Regions from separate parts of the Gasterosteus aculeatus genome. Here region 1 is linked to region 2. A link is a contact called in public Hi-C data. All regions are on one chromosome and are shown on one strand. Each heading gives the region's core, a stretch centred on a gene start, on an enhancer-like site or on the middle of the called end of the contact. The rest is flanking DNA. Distances are from core to core; before and after follow the strand shown. Region 1 holds the start of aven (apoptosis, caspase activation inhibitor). Region 2 holds the start of max (myc associated factor X).

Region 1 (2,700 bases), core at 63-2,562, 210 kb after region 2:
AGGCAGTTTGGGTGGGCTCATTTGCTTTGGCCAGGCACGGCGCGGGAGTCATTGGTTTGCCGTTTTTGCCCTTTGAGCTGGAGCCAGGTTTGAATTTATAAGAGATGTGTTTTTTACTACTCTTCTTTTGAGGAGTGGAAAAGTATAGATCCTCTGTATACTCAGTCACTTGTCCATTCGTATTACTTTGCCCACTACCTTGCTCTTTGAAAGACCTCTGTGGGGTTTCTATTGACACATGCTGCTCGTCCTCCTCAGATGTAGAGTAGCTGTTGAAGGAAGTGATTTGATCTGCTTTCTCCCATGCCTCATCTGATCTGGTTGTCATTTTAGTAGCGTTGCTTTGGTTAGACGAGGACCAGGAGGCCTGACTGAGGTCTCTTCTCTCTCTGGTAAAATGAAAGCAAGAATGAATGGCAGTTTTCTGTGGTTTAGTCCCTTCTAGAACATTTTCAGTAGCCAGGCCTCGTAGCTCAGCCAAATCTTTGGTGCGTCTCTGCGTTTCCTTGTAGATCCTACAGTAGAGGATGGTCATAACAGAGACAGGGATATAGAAAGCGGCAATCGCTGTACCAAATGTGATCACAGGCTGTGTTAAAAACTGGATATGGCACTGGTTAGGAAGCACCCTTCTCTCACCTACAATGTATTGCCAGCACAGAATGGGTGGCGCCCAAAGGACAAAAGACACCAGCCACGCAAGGCCAATCATGATGGCAGCTCTCTTTGGAGTCCTTTTAGCCCTGTAAGTTAACGGCCTTGTGATGGAGAAGTACCTGTCAAAGCTGATGACAAGTAAGTTCATAACTGAAGCGTTGCTGGCAACATAATCCACTGCTAGCCAGAGATCACATGCAATGTTTCCCAAGGACCAGTAACCCATAAGGATATATGTGGTGTATAAGTTCATTGACAACACTCCAATGATGAGGTCGGCGAAAGCCAGACTGAGTAGGTAGTAGTTGTTAACGGTCTTCAGCTGGCTGTTGACTTTGAAGGAGAGCAAAACCAGCACGTTACCCACAACAGTTATCAAGCTGACGATTGCTGATACTGTAGCGATGGTAATAACTTCCCAAACATTGTGAGAAGCCACCTGGACATGTGATGTGTTGGCAAGAGTGCTGTTTGAAGGGTCCACTTCCATGCTGTTATCCCTCCTTGTTATTGTTGACAGGTCAGAGAAGGGTACCAGCTTGTGGCTCCATTAAGAGTTTTCCTGAAATGAAAAGAAAAAAAACTTGAATGATTTTATAAAATGTATAAACTCTCGCTCTCTAAATATGTTTCTATATTGTCATTCAATTCTGAAATGTGTAATTTTTTAATTGACTCGGAACGATCAAACGTCATTTTTGTCGTGGGACACCATTCAACGTAACACTCATTTCCTTCACGTTGAAGGTGTCACGCGCTAAACTGTCCGGCCGCAATTAACAGCAATGGACACCAGACCGAGCGCAGTCAGAGGAGGCAGTTGGAGAAGGGGCGGCAGAGGCGGAAGCAACAGCGAAAGTGTCGGTGGTGAGCAGCGGGGCAGAGGGAGAGGAGGCCACCACCGCGGCCGGGGTAAAAGAGACCACTACCGCGGTCGTGGACGCGGCGGGAGCGGCCCCTCGGCGGACTTCCAACACCGGGTGAGAGAGCGCAGAAGTTACGTATCGGGCTTCCCCCGACATGTCTCACTACCGAACGTTTGCAAATGTTAAATCCCCCCCCTCACATTCACAGCCAAGTGTCTCCGCAGCAGTTGTCGAGCTGTGATTCACATGATATAAACATTTATTTTTGATTACTGTGCATTCACGGTACAGAAGTGGGTCTGCGTCGACATGGCTACGGCTCACTCCTCTACTGCGCATGCGCAATGCACATGCGTTTTCGTCTTATATCTTATAGGTCTATCTATATAGGTCTTATATATATCTGGATATTACGCCAGATAGTTCAGCTTAATTTCCAATCAAGGGGCCTCTGGAAACTTGCCCATGGTGTTCCAGCTGAAAACTATAATATGAAAAGAAACTATGTTGCAATTAAACACACTCAGCACCCATTAAGAACTGACCTGTTTTCGGTGTATTTCACTTACCGATTACTCTACACCTTCCATTATTTCAAATAATGTATTGATTAAGCATCTAGGCACATAGGCCTCTTCAGTGAAGCAACAGCTTGGCTCCCCACTCACAGGACGCATGTTGAGATACTTTGAGGTTTCCGTCACCCTTCAAAGTCTTCATCATCAACACTTGGTTGTGGAGGAGACTTCTGGAGGCGACTGTGGGTGAGTGGGGAGCACGGTCGTCCTCCAATCAGAGGGTTATGGGTTCGATCCCAGGCCCGGCTAACTTGCATGTCGTTGTGTCCTTGGGCAAGACACTTAACCCAACATTGCTCCTGTAGCTGCGACTACAGTGTGTGAATGGTAGTTACTGATGGCAGGTGTCACTGTGTATGGTTCTCCTGTCATCAGTGTATGAATGGGTGTGAATGGGTGAATGATGTCATGTAGTGTTAAAGCGCTTTGAGTGGTCAGAAGACTAGAAAAGCGCTGTACAAGTACAAGCCATTTACCATTTTTACTCCCGCTATTGTGTTTCTTTTAAGAAGTTCTGCTTGGTGCAAAGGCAGCAACGCAAGCACAGTCCATAGCACCCATGAACTCCATGACACCAAATTTTTTTTGGATTATTCCAA
Region 2 (2,700 bases), core at 162-2,661:
AATCTGGGTGGGGGGGGGGGGGGTGTGCAGCCTGTGCATTGTTATGTTCTCTCTCTCTGTGATGCGGCTGTACGTCATTCATTGAGGCTGCCAACCCTTTGGTGGCCTGTAGGGAGAAGATGGCTCTAATCACTGGCTGTGCAACACAGGAAAACATCCCCCCCACTAACACCACCCAACCCCCCCTACCACTCGTCCGAGATGCAGGAGCGGCTGCGCTCCACCCCCCCCCCCCTACACCTTCACCACTGTATCATCATCATCATCATCATCGTGGTGTTGAATGCAGCACAGATGCAAACGGATCTCTCTGTATGGAGATGACCTAGATGTGTAATTTGCAAAGAGGGGAAAAAAAACCCCCCAAAAGGCACACTGATCACGAGCGGACCCCCGTGGTGAACCGCTGGGGGGGCTTGGGAAGGGAGACTCGGACTGACTATCGGACTAACACCGATCACGGAAAGCTATGTATTAAAGGGGGGGGGGGGGGGGTATAAAACACGCAACAATTTGTAGCGGGATAAAGCTTTGGTCTAAATATAGACGTCGTGCCATCGTCTCTCTACGGCCGCGGACAGACGGGATGGGGGAAACCCTGCAGTGCAGAACGCCGATGCAGAGGAATAATCGCAACGTCAAAATGTACGATTGCACCATAGTTCAAAGCCCCAGAAAATGACGTGCACACACACACACACACACACACGGGTTAGAATAAATGTAGGTCCGCCACGAGGCAGAAATAAGTACACCAACCTCCACGATGTAGGCCTAGCAGTCGATTAAATACCAATAAAATAAGCAGAATGTGATGGATGAATAAACTTTACAACAGTGAAACATTTTTCGACATTGGAAAAAAAAATCCCCCAGCATTACGCACCACACAGTGATATCTCGGTGAGTCTTCCTGCAAAGAAACAGAACAAAAAGTACAATTGTAGCCATAATTGTTCAGCAAATCGTACTGCCACGCTGACGTCACTATAAGGTCAAACTTGGTAGGTTTATAATGCTACAAGGCAAGAAAGGATAGTGCGGAGTAGGATCCCGACAAAAAACACTTAAAACAGAGAGGCTAGCAGGCGTATGGGTAGCTAACGTTAGCTGAGCCGCTAGGTCGGCTAACGTTAAATCGTAAGCTAGCAAAATAACATCGGTAAAAAGACAAGCGTGGTCATACTCACGTCACTATCGACTTCGATATCGTCGTTATCACTCATTCTTCGATACAATAGTCTACTTTAAAAGGGACAAGTGGCTAAAAAAACAACATGAATCGGTTTAGCACCGACCGGCGCTCTAGCAGGCAGACTGGTTAACGCTCACGTTCTGTTTGGACAGGACTGAGGAGGATTGCACGTGACTGCCCTCACCGCACGCAGAGGCCACTGCGCAGCGCGGGTGCGCAGCCTCCCCGGGGGGTGGGAAATGTAGTTTCTCAAGCTATTTCTTCCGTCGATTCTTTCAGAAATTGTACGTTTCTGAAGGATATTTGAAGTCAAATAACTTCGCAAAGAGAGATATTCATCAAGCCACGAGCGGTTCAAATATTAGAACGTTCTTTGATACTATCAAAATAGAAGGCCATTCTTATTTATACTCTACACTATCCAGAAGGCATTAATCCCGAACATGACGTCACAGCGTCTCTCCCTAGAGGAGCATTATGGGAATTGCTGTAAGAGTATATATTTGTATATATATATCACACACACACACACACACACACACACACACCGGCATACACGTATAAATATATATATATTTTACACAACACATTTTTTTTTATTTTAGATTATTTTATTTCCATGTCCTGGTGGAGAAAAACATGTCAGAACACATTGCAAATAATCTGCTGTGGTGCTTATTTTTTTCACTAAATTGTGCTGTAAGGAGCTTACACTGTGGATTATTGTGCGCTGCAACAGTGGATCAGCAAATGTATTGAAAAAATTGGAAGCCCCCCCCCAGCAGGTCAAGAGGCCACAGCAGCTGCGGGCGACACCCTGGCCTCCGTGTCCAATATGGGGCTTTAGACCTGCCTTCGTCCTACCTTCTCTTTTTCCAACTTCTAGGACCACTTATGCCCCCCCCCCCCCATCAGTTTGACCTCTGAATCTAGCCCCCTGCCAATTTTTCACCCCATGTACCATTTTATAAACTTGTCCTGCAAACAGGGTCACCCAGAAACATGGTCTGGAGCAGTAAAGTCTATGTAAAGGATGAATAAGGCCAGGCTTTTAATAATGCATCCGCTGAGTGACGTCCCTCTGCCTCCATGAATACCATCAAGAAAGCATCTATATGCATTTGTGCGCTACGATTGCATTTGCAATTACCTCTAGGGATGGGTAATGTCACAAAAAATATATGCCAATGAGAAAAACAAGAACCAAGATTTTTTATATTGGCCGTCTCGCCTCAACCTCAATGTTATCCCCCCCCCCTCTCGGCCTGAGTTTCAGCCAATATTATTCAAGCTGCAGGGAGCTCAGGCAGTGATTAGTTGCGGCCGGGGCAGGGAAGGTAGTAACGGGATTGTGAAACATATTTGTTCTGTATTTCTGTATTTGCCTCTTTCGACCCCGGCTCCCAGGTACGTCACTAATGTTACCAGCACACATATCTTATGCAGGTTGATGGGAAATGTTCAGGCTTGGGCCTTTTTGCAGCTGATTGGTTGACGTGACAGTG

Evidence for each region. A called contact is a pair of places that touch in the nucleus more often than the background predicts.
Region 1: a Hi-C map of tail fin shows a contact between it and region 2, with 2.7 times the contacts expected there. The contact joins the promoter of aven here to the promoter of max in region 2. A contact is called at or near these places in 2 of 6 Hi-C or Micro-C datasets (skeletal muscle and tail fin).

What each region holds. Positions count from the first base shown.
Region 1 is chr18:7,400,039-7,402,738 of fGasAcu3.hap1.1, forward strand. aven (apoptosis, caspase activation inhibitor) reads left to right here and starts at 1,313. Exons shown (of 8, transcript XR_013453352.1): 1 at 1,313-1,637. LOC120808426 (muscarinic acetylcholine receptor M5-like) reads right to left here. Exons shown (of 2, transcript XM_078093065.1): 2 at 1-1,219. The coding sequence starts at 1,147.
Region 2 is chr18:7,191,859-7,194,558 of fGasAcu3.hap1.1, forward strand. It overlaps max (myc associated factor X), which reads right to left and starts at 1,412. Exons shown (of 4, transcript XM_078093059.1): 1 at 1,191-1,412. The coding sequence starts at 1,226.